2 separate regions of the Mus musculus genome follow, and region 2 is linked to region 1. The links are chromatin contacts, called in public Hi-C maps. All regions are on one chromosome and are shown on one strand. Each heading gives the region's core, a stretch centred on a gene start, on an enhancer-like site or on the middle of the called end of the contact. The rest is flanking DNA. Distances are from core to core; before and after follow the strand shown. Region 1 holds the start of Map1s (microtubule-associated protein 1S). Region 2 has its middle 12 kb from the start of Gm10654.

Region 1 (7,411 bases), core at 1,318-3,817:
TTTTTTTTTTTGGTTGTTTGGTTTGGTTTGGTTTTTCGAGACAGGGTTTCTCTGTGTAGCCCTGGCTGTCCTGGAACTCACTTTGTAGACCAGGCCTCGAACTCAGAAATCCGCCTGCCTCTGCCTCCCAAGTGCTGGGATTAAAGGCGTGCATCACCACACCCCGCTAAACCTTATTTTTAATGATGGATTTTAAATGTTTTAACCCCTCTGTCACTCACTAGAGGTAGTGGAAAAGAAAGGATATGGGGGAAGTGGACCTGTTGAGAAAGGTTTTTTTGGAGTATCTCTCATCTGTGCTGTCTAGAAATGGACAGTTTAATTACAGGTTGGCAGGGGCAGCTTGGTCTATTTGTAAATCCTTTTTTGTTGTTTTTTTGTTTTGGGGTTTTTTTGGTTTTTTTCCGAGACAAGGTTTCTCTGTGTAGCCCTGGTGTCCTGGAACTCACTCTGCAGACAACGCTGGCCTCGAACTCAGAAATCTGCCTGCCTCTGCCTCCCAAGTGCTGAGATTCAAGGCATGCACCACCACTGCCCAGCTATTTGTAAATCCTTTATGGATATGTCAGCAGTCTAGCTTGGTAGAGTCGGGTTCGAAACAGTGGTGATACCACCTAGCAGAGATAGCCAGGCCTCAGCCTTAGCTCGAGTCAGCAGGAGGGACCAACAGGAACATCAGAAGTTCTCAGCTGTTCCTTCCTCAGGGAAGAGAAGATCAGCAAGGATGCAAGACCCACAAGTTTTGAACAGTTGGATGTACCAGCAAGTCAAGCTCTAAGCTCTGTCTCTGTCTTTCTCTGGAGTCCTATTTATAGCCTCCAAGCACAAGTCCACTATGGGTCTTATCTCAGCACCTGTACCTAATCAGCCAGACTGCAGAAGTGGCAAGAAACTGTAGACTACCATCACAAGTTTTTTGGTTTTTTTCTGTGTGTGTGTGGTCTCAGCACAATGTAAGGCGGACCAGTATATGTGTGTTATTATTAGTAAAGAATCTTTTACCATGTGTCTTTTTATGTGTTTGTTTTAGTAGAAAATCCTCTCTCCTGTGTCTGCTTCAGGGAAATGTTCCTTTACAAGTCTGTCCTTAGCTTTTTATATCTTTATCTATTTTAATGAAACATTCTTTCACATTTGCCCCCAGCAAAACCCCATCCAACTGACTTTCCAAAGTACCCTTAAGTTTCCACCTCATTCAGGTTCTCTGGAAAAAGTTTGCTCTTAATCACTGAGCCACCTCTCCAGCCTCATAAAGTTATTTTTGTTGCTCCTTGATAACTAATTTTACTAGTTACAAACTGTAAATATCTGATATGCAGCCCCTCTCCAGAAGGGTCATGAATCACCGGCTGAGAACTCCTGCTCTAGGCAACTCCTGCTCTAGGCCTTCAGCATCCTCAAGTACCCTGACACCATGGAAGTCTTGCTTGCTTTGAGTCCTCTTCCCCAGCACATCAGCACTTCTCAGAAGACAAGGGACACTGCCTGTCGTTCAGCCCAGCCTGTATGCTGAGGCTGTCCCACTTAGGCCCAAGGACCATGCACCTCGATGGGCATTCTACATTGTTCTGGGGATTTGATTTTTTTTTGAGACATGGTCTCACGTAGTCCATGCTGAATACAACTGCTCTATGAAGTTAAGGACAAGCCCTTTATCTGATGTGCATCTCAAAGGTGCTGAGATGACAAGTGAAGAATGCTGGGGATGAAGCCCATGATCAAGCACTCCAGGCAACTTTAGATCTATCGACTGAATCCCAGCACTTATTTTGAATAGGTTGTCTTGTAGCCCAGACTGGCCTGGAACTTGCAGTGCTCCTCTGGCCTCAGCTCACGACTGCAGGGGTAACAGGCATAGGCATCGCATTCGCTACCCCATTGCAGAGGATGCTGCTGCGCTCGATGCCCCAGTGTGGCAGGTGCGCCTGAGTCAGCTCCCCTCGTGCCAAGCATCCCCGGGGCGGCCGCGCCACCCACGCACCAATTAGCACCCCCGGAAAGCAGGCCCCCGGGCGCCGGGGGAACTTGCCAGCCAGGCGAAGGGAGGGGCCGTGGGAGTGAGGCCGCACACCGCCAGAACCCCGAAGTCGGGGACGCAGCGCCCACCCGGCCGCAGGCCGCTCCCCGAACCCTGTATCCCCGGAATGTGACGCCACATCTAACGTGCCCCACGCGGATCCCAGCCTGCCGCGCCCCACCCAGACCCAGTAACCCGTGTGGCAGAGTTTTGTCCAGGCCGCCGCTAGGCACGTGCGCAACCCTATGCCCGTCTGGATCGTAGGCCACGCCCGGAACGTTGCGTCCAGGGACCCCGCACCCCACCCGGACCCCGGCCCGCCGCGCGCCGGAACCCCCAGCCCCGGACGCCCCGCCCCGCCCCGCTGCCACCGCCCCAAGTCCCCACGGACCCGACCTCGTTCCAACTCCTCCATGACGTAGGCCAGCAGCCCGGGGCAGCCACACTCGCCACCCACCACCAGCAACAGTAGGGAGCTGGGCGCCTCCACAGCCTCCGGCGCCGCCATCACTGCCGCCATCTTCGCACCGCCCCGACGCTCTGAGCGCCCCGCCCCGCTGGCCACGCCCCTTCAGGGAGCTTACCGGAAGCACCGGAGACCCCGGCCGGAAGCGCCCCCTCCTCTCCACCCCTCTGTCAATGCCCGCTAGGCTTTGGGAGCCCGAAGAGGACTGAGACTGGCTGTGTACTAAGATACCGTTATCCCTCCCAAATTTCATCCATTCATTTTTCATTCATTCCCTCATTCATTCTCCCGCTAAGCAACGCTTAGAATCTCTGTCCCCCGAAAACTCATTCCATCACAGGGGTTCTGCACAGAACCAGAGTCGGCTAGGTCCTGCGAGCTTCCTGAGTTAGAACCTGGACAGAAGAGAGCTTGGGGATGTGTAGCTGCTTGCTAGGTGTGTGTGCTGGGCCGGGTCATTTTGGAAGAAAGGACATTTTGGAGGGGTAAAGTCACCAAGCCTATCTGACACCAAGTCAGGTTGTCTCTAGATGACCCTGGGACTGTGATCTTCCTGCCTCCACAGCTTCCCACACGTTGGGACAGTAGACAGCTTGGGATTCACTAGGGCTATGTGTGATGGAGACTGCTTATGTGGCTCCCACTCAGACCTGGAACATTTTCACCCCAAACTTGCATCTTGGTTTATTTGTTTTTCGAAACAGGGTCTTTCTGTGTAGCCCTGGCTGTCTCGGAACTTGCTCTCTAGATCAGGCTGGCCTCAAATTCACAGAGATCTGCCTGCTTCTGCCTCCTGAGTGCTGAATTCAAAGGTGTGCTCCACCACCACCCAGTCCAATCTTACTTCTTTTTTGGCCATTCCATGTTAAGTATTTGAAATGCTGTTCACCCCAAGAAGGACCAGCTGGCTCCCCTCAAGAGTGAGCCTTCTGTCTCTGGAGTAAACAACTAAGCCCAGCCAGGTGCTTCCATTCACAGTCAACCTCCACTACCTAACAAATATGAGTCCAGCCTAGGCTACATCAAGTCATATATCAAAAAGAAACAACAATTTAAAAAGACAAAGATTCATGCCTTTAACCTCATCATCTCTCTAGAGACAGAGGCAAGAGGATCTTTGTGAGTTCAAGGCCAACACTGGTGTACACAGTGTTGACAAGACAGACAGACAGACTTTTAAAATAAATGAAAAACAAGCAAAGGCAATTCAGGACTGGTGTGATGCATCAGGAACCCAAATCAAGCCTGCTGCTGACAGACGTTCTGTAAAGGACTTCCCCAAGCCAACTTCCTCCATCAGTCCGTAGCATCAGCCAAGTCCTCAAGCCATGGTCTGAGCTTCCTGGATACTCTTTTGGCGCCAATATCCTTCCTGAATCCTGACTCCTCCCCCTTAACTGGTCAGCCTGCAGAAGTTGATGGCTTGTGATTTCCTCTGTTGTTATAACGGAAACAGAACTGGGATGGTCCATTCTCTGCCCTCTGGCTAAGATCCAGTGCAGAATGGGCTTGGCAGTGCATCTCCACACCCCTAACTCATCACAGAAGACTGAGTGACCTTGGACAGTCTGTGGCCACCCTGGGCTACATAGGGAGTTCAAAGCTAACCTGGAAAATAGAGCAAGTCCCAGGAAAGACTAGGGTAGTAAAATCAACACAAGCGACTACAGGGATAGCTCAAATCTTAAGAGGTCTTAACTGCTCTTGCAGGGGACTCACATTCCATTCCCAACACCCATAGCACAGGTTCCAACTTCATGGAACTCCTGCTCCAAGGGATTTGACACCCCCTCTGACCTCTATGGATGCTCTCATATGCACAGTCACTCAGACACTAAGAAATCTTTAAAAAAGAAGAGACAGGCATGTTGGCATGCATCTAATTCCAGCACACTGGGGAGGGGGCAGAAGCAGGAAGATGTCTGTATGTGGTTAGCTTTGTCTACGTAGAAAGGGTTTGGCCAGCCAGGGCTGCACGGTGAAATCTTACCACCACATCAGAGCTGGAGCTCTGGTGAAAACCAGCAGGGTCACACTCTCTGGTTCTGCTCTGTGCAGGGGACACAGTGGAGGCTTGAGGGTTCTGCACAATGGAGCCAACAGCACATCCCCCACTTTCCACTCATTCATTTACTCAGTCTTTTCATGCTAATGTTCACAGAGTCCCTCAGGATTTGAACCCAGGAGCCCTTGGCTGACTTGTGAGCTCTCCTGCTGCCTAAGGCTCTACTGTTCTCTTTTTTCCACTTCTATACATTCCACAGTGACCTCAAACTGATGAGTCTCCTGCCTCAGTCTCTCAGCTTTGGGCACAACAGACTGCATGCATACCACTTACATTAGTAGTGAGTGTTAATGTCATTATCTGGTCTCTGGGCCTGGAGCTCCACAGTACATCTCTGCCATGAGTCAGCTGGGGAAAGGGTTTTCATTAGGCTTTGTGGACCTCAAGTTTTGCAAAATACACACACACACACACACACACACACACACACACACACACACAGAGAGAGAGAGAGAGAGAGAGAGAGAGAGAGAGAGAGAGAGAGAGAGAGAGAGAGAAATGTCCTTGAGCTTTTCCTATCCCTACGGTTGGGAGTCAAGGCGTGGGGATTGCAAGTCTCCTGGAGAGAAAGACTCAGTGGTCACTTGGGACTCAGGTCACTTCCTTCACCTCTATCCACACCTAGATCCAGTCAGCTAATGGAGCAGCTGTCTGGTCCCCGTGGAGACAGGGATGGGGGGAGGGGAGGGAGGAAGCTGTGAGCCCTTGAGGCAGTCAGACTTTCTATTCCGCAACACTCCCAAGCTGTTTAGCCAGACATCCCTCTCTGCCTCTGCAGCCAGGCCTGGGGCTCCACATCACCAGCCACCCCTAGCCACATTCCAGCACTTTCCCTGGGGGAGTCTAGGCTGGCACCCTATCCCTGAGTTATAGCTGGTCTTTGCAACTTTGTGGGTTCTTTTTCCCACCCTTTATAGCCCAGTTTCACCCTCAATCACTACATAGGAGAGAAAGAAGGATAAAGGGGAAAGAGATCCCTGTTTCTTCGAGTATAAACCAACAAACCGCAGTCAACCCCCTTGAACAACAACCACCTATCCTATATCTATCATAGTATTTATTAGCTAGCAAAACCACATCTCCGCTAGAGCATGACATAAATCACAGCCAACTGCTGCAGCCAGTGCATAGGAGCCCCCGTATCTGCACACCTGGGGTTAAAATAAAAACACTTTCTTATGTTTCTGCATTTTTCAAGAAACCCAAATTCCAAAATTATCACTGATAGGCCAGGCCCCAGCCCCAGCCCCTCCCGGTGGGATCTTAGCCTGTCACACTTCCCCTGAGGCACAACCCCAGCCCCTCCCTGGGTGAATCTAGGCTGTCACTCTTCCTCTGAACCATGCCCCCAGCCAGTCTTTTTTAGGTAGACATAAAGGAGGCTCCCCTGGAACTTAGAATCTTCCCACCTCCACCTCACAACCATGGGCTGGCAGATGTGGGGCACCAAGCTTAGCCCTGTTGAGCTTTGTGAGCCATTGCCATAGCTCTGACAGCTACCATAGACTTACCGCCAGCCTCCTGCAGCTCCTGGAGTTCCCTGCGGGAGCCCTGGGCCAAGCTCCCTCCAGTTGGCACCAATCCCATGCCTTTCCTTTCTCCCTAACAAGCCAGTCAGACAGCTCCATCCCACCTTTAGCGCTGGCTTCTGTGACAGCATTCCCTCAGGCCAGGTCCTCTTTCCTCTTCCTCCCAACTCCTCTTTATTTCTACACTATCACGTCTGTACTGGTTGATTGCCGAGCCCCTCACACCTGCTGTTCATATCCAGCTGGTACTAAGTGAGGCAGTTACATGCAAATGACCCACAGGAACTGTCAACAATACTCAGTTGGTTTGCTTGTTTTCGGTATTTTGCGGGACGCCTGCTTGTTCATAGCTGTCCTGAAACTCACTATGTGGAGACTGGCCTGCCTCTGCCTCCTGAGTACTGAGACTAAAGGCAGGCTTCACCACCACCCAGTGAGTACTGAGACTAAAGGCTCCACCACCACCCAGCTTTACTTCACTTTCGTTTGTTTTGTTTGATTGTTTGTTTGTTTTTTGTTTTCTTAATGAAATCTTAATGTTTGATAATTCATGAGCATAGGTAACTTTTTAAAGATTTATTTATGGTTTATGTGAGTGTCCTATCTGAATGTTTCCCTGCATGACAGAAGAGGTCATCAGATCCCACTACAGATGGCATTACAGACAGCTGTGAATCACACCATGTGGTTGCTGGAAACTGAACTCAGAACTTCTGGAAAAGTAACCAGTGCTCTTCAAGGCTGAGCCATCTCTCCTGTCCTCTATTCAGGAATTTTTTGACATGTGTAACTGTGTGGAGGCCCTTTCAGAACCTCCATCTGAACTGAGAACATCTGGAACGAGGTGTGTCTTGCTATCAAAGATGGCCTCATTTTGCATTTCTCCTGTCTTAGTCTCCTGAGTGGCTGGTATGTCAAGTGTGTGGGTCCACACTCGGTAAAATAGGCTCTGCATGTGTGTGCTCATGCAACCACTCTTGTGCATGCGACAGAGGACAACTTTTAGAAGTAAGTTCTCTCCAGGCAGTGATGGCACACGCCTTTAATCCCAGCACTTGGGAGGCAGAGGCAGGCAGATTTCCGAGTTCAAGGCCAGCTTCACTCACAGAGTGAGTTCCAGGACAGCCACGGCTATACAGAGAAACCCTGTCTCAAAAAGAAGAAGAAAAGAAGAAGAAAGAAGAAGTAAGAAGAAGAGTTCCCCTCTTCCACAATAGTGGGATCTAGTGCCCTGATTCAGGTCCTCAGGCTTGATGCCAAGTGCCTGTGCCAGCTGAGCCAGCTGAATAGCTTCTTTTCTGTTTCTCTTTTTGTTTTGAGATCACATTTTATGT
Region 2 (7,411 bases), core at 2,121-4,620, 37 kb before region 1:
TACTGGCTTATACTGTCCCCAAAAGTTGAATGTTACAAGTTAACCACTGGTATTTATGGTCCTTTACCTTCAGGGACAATAGGAATAATCTTGGGAAGAAATGGATTTACTTCTCAGGTATTTATTGTGCATTCAGGTATGGTAGATGAGGATAGGAAGGAAGAAATTAAAATCATGGCAAATGTGAAAAAGGAGATACAAATTAATTCAGGGGATCGAATTGCTCAGCTGTTACTGTTTCCTTACATCAAGGGCAAGGCTGCTCCAATAGAAAGAACAAGGACTCTTGTGAGTACTGGAAAATACACATTCTGGCAAATAACAGTTAATGATCAGAAACCCAAATTAACGGTACAAATGAATGGTGTTGAAATAGAAGGCTTGGCAGATACAGGAGCTGATGTTAGTTTCCCAAAAGTCTTGGAATCCAGATTGGCCACTTCAGAATGTTTAAACACAGTTTATAGTAATTGGTAAATTATTATGTATAAGACAAAGTGTCCAATGGATTACCTGTGTGGGACCAGAAGGACAAACAGGGAAGTTGAGTCCTTATGTGGCTGACATACCCATAAGTTTATGGGGAAGGGATCTTTTACAATGGGGTACTCAAATTAATATTCCTGCAATTCCAGGAACAGCCAATGAGGAAATTAGGGGTGATATGGTAGATGCTCCTGGAGAAGGTATTGATACAGGTGGTCGAGACCAACCACAATCTGTGCCCACTGTCCAAAAACGGGACATCACAGAGATTGCGTTTCCAAATTTATAGAAGTAGCCAATGCTGACATACCAACAGCCTTGCCCCTAAAATGGTTATCAAAAATACCTAAGTGCCAAAAACATTGTCCCATAACAAAAGAAAATTTGCATGCACTTGAATAACTGGTACAAGAACATCTGGAAGCTCAACATATATAAGATTCTACCAGCCCATGGAATTTTCCTGTTTGTTTTTTAAAAAGAAATCAGAAAAATGGAGGGTGATAATAGATTTAAGAGCAATGAATAGATAATTAAACCAATGGACTCTTTACAGCCTGGACTTCCTTTATCTTCTTTGTTACTGAGACCATGGCCTAGAATAATAATTGGCTTGAAAGACTGCTTTTTTCACAATACCCTTGCATGAGCAAGATAGGGAAAAAGGTTTGCTTTTGCAGTACCTACCCTGAACAACCCTGGTCCACTAAAAAGATGCCACTGGAAGAGTCTTCCATGGGGAATGGAAGATTCTTTGTGTATTGTATATATTGTAAAATAACTATTAGAAAGTGCTTGTAAGCAATTCCCTCAGTCTGTCATACATCATTACATGGATTATATTTTGTTTGCTGAATCCAACAAAAATGATTTAGAAAAATGTTTCAGGAAACACAAAGAATTCGGCCACTCTTGGAGGTTACAGATTATATCAGAAAAAAATATAAAGAGGAGATTCATTTAGTTATTTGGGTTAAAAAAAAAAAAGCAGTCAACAAACAATTTGACCACAAGGCACAGATCCATAGAGAGTTGCAGACTCTTAACCATTTTCACAAATTAATGGGAGATACTAACTGGCTGAGGTCTGCAATTGGATTAAGTATTTATGAGTTAAGTAATTTGTATCAAAAATTATAAGGAGATTTAAATTTAAACAGTCCAAGGTGTCTAACAGTTGAAGCAAAAAGGAAAAAAAAAAAGGAGTTCACTCTTACAGAACAAAAAACTGTAAGAAGTATATGTGGGTCCAATTGATCCTAAACTTGATTGTATTCTGGTCATTTTACCTTCAACTCATTCTCCTACTGGGATCATTATGCAAAGGGAACATAGAATTATGTAATGTATTTTCTTAGCTCATAAACAAAATTTAAAAATTAAAGGACTATATAGGAAAGATTGTTAAATTAATTCTAAAAGATAGAATTGTCACCTACACCAATTGTCAGGAACAGATCCCGCCAAAATTGTGGTACCTCTCCCTACTGTTGAGATTATGTCATTATGGGTGATCCATAAGGTTTTGCAAAGAGCTTCTAATAACTACTTAGAAATTAATAACAAATATCTGGAAAGTAAACTTATAGTGTTTACAAAAAGAACAAATTGGATTCTTCCATGCATTGTAAAGAGAACACCAATTCCAGAGGCACCAACATTTTATACTGATGCAAACAAGATGGGAATGGCAGGTTATGAGTCAGATAAAATAAGCAAGGTGATCAAAAGTCAGTATACATTGGCTCAAAAGTCAGAACTGTATGCAATCCTTATGGTATTATTAAACTATCTTGAATCTCTTAATTATTGATTCTTTATATGTAGAAAGAGTTGTTTTACGTATAGAAACTGCTGATTTTGTTCCTGATAACTCAGAATTAACTTTGTTACTTAGACAATTGCAACAGGCCATGAGAAGTGGAAACTATGCATTGTATATTACTCATATTTGGTCTCATACAGGTTTACCAGGTCCAATGGTGCAAGATAACAAGGAAGTTAACCAATTACTAATAGGTGATGTGTTCAAAGCCTCAAAATTTCATGAGAAACATGTTAATGGGAAAAGTTTAAAGAAAACATTTCTATCACTTGACAACAGGCATAGAAATAGTAAAAAAAGAAGAAAAAGGTGTGTCTTACATGTTCACTATATAACTAAACTCCATTACCTGCTAGGGTAGTAACCCTAGGGGTACCAAAAGAAATGACATCTGGCCGGGTATGGTGGTGCACGCCTTTAATCCCAGCACTCGGGAGGCAGAGGCAGTCGGATTTCTGAGTTCGAGGCCAGCCTGGTCTACAGAGTGAGTTCCAGGACAGCCAGGGCTACACAGAGAAACCCTGTCTCGAAAAAAAAAAAAAAAGAAAGAAAAGAAAAGAAATGACATCTGGTAGATGAATGTGTTCCATCTTGCAGAATTTGGAAAACAAAAGTATATACAGCATACCATTGACATGTACTCAGGGTTTCAATGGCCAACTGCTTTAAGTTCTGAGAAGGCTGACTGTGTAATTACACACTTCCTGGAAATAATGGCAACTATGGGGAGATCTACACAACTTAAAACTGACAATGCTCCCACATATGTGTCCAATAAAATGAAGCAATTCTTTGCATATTATAATATAAAGCATGTTACTGGTATACCACACAATCCCACAGGACAAGCAATTATAGAAAGAGACAATCATACCTTCAAAGAGATACTTATTAAACAAAAAGGGAGAATGAAAATCCCCAGGCACAGACTAAATAATGCATTATTAACACTCAATTTTCTTAATGTTGGGGAAAAAGGAACAGCAGCAGCTGAGAGACACTGGGTTATGGAAAAAAAACGAGGAACTAAGCCAACCAATATATTATAAGGATGTGTTGACATTAGAATGGAAACCTGCAATAGCTTTAAGAAAGGGAAGTGGTTTTGTCTACAATATTGTTATGCATCTACAGGGAATGAAAAAATATGGTTACCAATAAAACTTATAAAGATTAGATCTGATCAGGGAAGGCCTCTTATCAGCTGAGACATGGATGTCTTCACAAAGTCAATACCCAGATGGTTCACCTCATAGACTGTCTCAGACAGAGACTAGACAGAAAACACAGAGACAGAACACAAAAAGACACACTAGCTTTCCTGGACTCTGGCCAATATCCCAATTTTCATAGGGTATCCAAAAGATATCTTTGCCTCCAGACAAATAATTTTAAGAACATGACTCCTCTATTTCCAAAAGGTGGGATGGATGGTTTTGGTCATTTGATATGTTATGGATATTATCTTCTAGGGTGGCTGGTTGTTATTGTTTATGACCAGGGTGGAAGCAAATTAAAGTATAAATCAGGGAATTCTCTGTTTTTCTTTTTCTCTTATCTTTCTCTCTTATCTAATGATGGGGGAAGGAGGGGAAATAGCAATAATAATAACAAAAAATGAATGAATAATAATAAAATTTTAATAAAAATAGAATCTACTAGTCTTAAATATTTTACTTTTGCATGGATTAATGTATATTGGTAGAAATTTGGGGTTATTTTCTTCAACTATTATAATTGATAGAAATTTTTTTGTATCTTGATAGAAATTTAAGGTTGTTTTGTTTAGCTATTGTTTAATGATAGAAATTTAAAGTTGTTCTGTTTGACTATTGTTTGATATATTTTGCATAAGCAATTTATTTAAAATATGATATAAAATTCAAGTTTTATGGTTCTCATAATTCTATTGTGTGTAAATTATTAATGTTACAGAAAAGACTTTTTTTAAAAAAAAAAACAGAAAAGGGGATATGAAATGGAAGTTCCTGGTTTCTTTAAAAACTCAGCTATATCACCTGATGTTTTTCTGGAAACTGTCTTGTGATAGGGTGGGTGATATGTTGCTGAAAACAGACACTTGAGAGGGTACATGATGTTCAGGAAGAATTTAAATAGATCCCAACAGATAGTGAGAGGACACTCTTGCACTGCTACACCGAGCAATCCTTCACAGCAGTATTCCAGGCGATTCTGCCTGCTTCTGCTGACTCGTGCTGATTCGGAGGAGATTTGTGGTTTCTGCTGGATCGTGTCACCGCTACAAAGTCATGTTGGTGTTTGCTATTGCACTGGACTTCTGGTATCCTGACAATGCAGAGTCGAATCGCCCAGAGGAACTACCTCTAAACTGGTTCACAACCCCTTTTTCCTATTTACCTTCTTTCTCTCCTTCTTCTGGTCAGTGAGCTAGAAGAGAGGTTAAAGCATCTAAGAACCCTAAACAAAGTAGGTTTTGAAAAAGCTAAACCTACACTTTGGTGGCAATACTTTGATATTCAGTGAAAGATAACATATGAGAGGAAGTCAAAGAATCAAAAAAAATTTCACAGTGATGATATTATGGCTTCAGTAAAGAATTAAGAAACTTGTATCAAAGCCTTTGTTGTAGGGCTCATGAGCACACAGTGAAGATTCTGTTGGCTGTGACAGCTGTGATGGTAGAAGGCAGTCATCACTTCCTACAAGCAGCCTGGCTCTGTTTCACTTGTCAGACACCAGAAGCTGAGCTTGGCGCCATGGTGCTCAGTCCAAGCCAGGTGGTGTATGAATGTAAACTCTTCACTTGAAATCGCAAAGCCCTTGCTGTGAGTGTACACCCCATGTGGAGGTACCTGCAGAGGCCAGAAGAGGGCATCAAGTCCTATGGAGTTAGAGTTACAGGATTTGTGAGTGGCCATTGATACCAGGACCCCAAACCAGATCATCTATAAGAACAGTATACACTCTTTACTGAGCCATTTCTCCAGCCTCTGATCCCCGGATTCTTGAAAAGGCCTGAGAGAGGGGACCAGCCTAAACAGTACCCTAAGAAATAATCATGCAAGGCCAGACACTGAGATTAATGTCCCAAGAAGCCATAGTGGCTCTCCAGGACTACAGTATAGTCCTTGGGGTCTCCCTGGAGACTGGGCCCCCAGGGAAGGGTCACTGCTGAAGCTAAGATTCAAAGGACATTGGAAAGTTCTCATGGTACACTGTGACTTCAGGGCCCTGGAGTGGAGCCGAGAGAATGCTTGGCTATCTGGACATGAACTGCCTGGGTCTTCCAAGCTCTGTTCCTCAGGCAGGGGAGCACAGTGTGTTCAGAAGGTCCCACCTCCTGCACCAGACTAGAAGACAGGGCTGTGCCCACTGTTCTTTAGGCCACAGTGCTTTGTAGGCATAAATATTTTGCAACCTACTTTTAATAAGGGTTCAACCTCTCCTCTAGCCCACCACCCAGCAGAGGTAGTGGAAGAGAAAAGTTATTAGGTTATGAGGGAAGTGGATCTGTTCAGCAATAGTTCTTTGGGGGTGAGCTTGATCTTCTTCGGCAGCAGTTCAGCCCCATAGCAAACACCACATATGACCCAGCAGCTGCAGACCAGTCCTCTCGGCAGGCAGACACCAGGCGGGAAACAGGAGCTATAGTTCAATCCTGAAGAAACCACCAGGCTGGCCAGCCAACCTGCCTGACATGGCAGAAGCAGCAAGCTGCCTTGGGAACCTCACAAGCAGTTCTTGGAAGAGTTTCTCTCAATAGCAGTGAGCTACAAGTTGAGCTCAACAACGCTTTGTAAGGTGAACAAACACATGCGTGTCCTTAGTGAAGAATAGAGGCAGAGCAAACCAGACCAAGGCTCAGCGCTCATCTCCCACTGTCTGTGGAGTCATATTTATACTCCTTCATCATGGGTCCTTTCGTGTCTGCTATATCCAAATATCCTTTCATCTGTGTCTGCTTCAGAAAAATATTCTTTCCCATGTCTGCTTTAGTAATACATCCTTTCATATGTGTTCCCCAACAAAACATTTGCTAGGAACAGCATACCATGACGTGGATGGCGTCTGGAACCCTGAGAAGCAGGAGAGACATCCTTCCAGGGGACCTGCCATCAGAAATAAGGAACTACCTGCAGCAGGCCTGGATAGTGACAGTTCAGAAGCCCTTAGGAGCTCTGTGGAAAAAACTTGTTCCCATTTCTCCTGACCTTAGCCCTGGACACCAGCTGTATAGATTTCATTTGTGGGTGACTGCTTTTCAGTTGGCCTTGGTGTACATAATTATTCTATTATATCTGACTTTCCTATTTCTTTCTCCTTCTGCTCTGGTGAATTCTGTGAAACTAGATGTTCCCTGATGTAATGATTCCTAAACAATCAAAAACTAAAGCATAGGGGCACGGCATGGCACAGCACGGCACGGCACAGTCCTAGTGGCCCAGGAGCGTGCTGTGTGCATCTTGGAAACAATGTAATAACTGCACAATGGTAGTTTCAGATTAATGTTTGACTTGCAAAGAAAGTTTGAAGAAATTATGTCTAGAAACAAATTTAGAAAATGAAGCAGAGTCAATATTGGGATCCTGAGAAATGAAAAAGCTATTGAAGTTATGAAATGAGTTTTGTACATTTGAGAGTGGTTCCTGGTCTCCTTTGGGTATGTATGAATAGCAAGTAAAAATTAGACTCCTAAAAGAAGATATGGAATACATAAAATTAGATATTAGTAAAGCTAAATTAAAACACTGGGCTCTGGAGAGTCGTTGTGTGCAATGTGCAGACACAGAAAGCTAGCAGAACTGCTGAGTTAAGGGTTAACTTGATTCTTTCTGGCCACTGCTTGGCAGCTTTGCCCATGTCATTTATCATTAGAACTTCACAAGAAACCACATGAAGCTGACCTTGGAGCTTTGACCTCTGAAGTATAATAAGTTGAAACTTAAAGTTTAAATAATAAGTTTGCAATTATTATTTTGGCCATGGGCCTGGGACTAGGGGAAGCTTGAAACTTTGGGGAAACAATTGTAATCTTAATTCTTTTTTTTTTTTTTTTAAAGATTTATTTATTTATTATATGTAAGTACATTGTAGCTGTCTTCAGACACACCAGAAGAG

What was found. A called contact is a pair of places that touch in the nucleus more often than the background predicts.
Region 2: a Hi-C map of bone marrow-derived macrophages shows a contact between it and region 1, with 57 read pairs. The contact joins the enhancer-like site here to the promoter of Map1s in region 1. A contact is called at or near these places in 4 of 39 promoter capture datasets (the 3T3-L1 cell line, embryonic stem cells, macrophages and 1 more), 7 of 15 datasets of contacts at CTCF or cohesin (CD8 T cells, the NIH/3T3 cell line, embryonic stem cells and 3 more), 43 of 484 Hi-C or Micro-C datasets (8-cell embryo, the Ba/F3 cell line, the C2C12 cell line and 27 more), 21 of 115 datasets of contacts at active chromatin or transcription factors (the 230-238 cell line, CD8 T cells, the HPC-7 cell line and 12 more) and 5 of 9 other capture datasets (adipose tissue, embryonic stem cells, liver and 2 more).

Annotation. Positions count from the first base shown.
Region 1 is chr8:70,901,130-70,908,540 of GRCm38.p6, reverse strand. Map1s (microtubule-associated protein 1S) reads right to left here and starts at 2,567. Exons shown (of 7, transcript NM_173013.3): 1 at 2,414-2,567. The coding sequence starts at 2,537.
Region 2 is chr8:70,939,355-70,946,765 of GRCm38.p6, reverse strand. No RefSeq gene overlaps it. Among named protein-coding and RNA genes, the nearest start is that of Gm10654, 12 kb to the right of the region's middle. Within about 2 kb of position 3,370, at least 6 of the 459 cell types and tissues checked have an H3K27ac peak or open chromatin away from gene starts, as enhancers often do. A contact at or near this core is called in acute myeloid leukemia and bone marrow-derived macrophages, where this site is marked.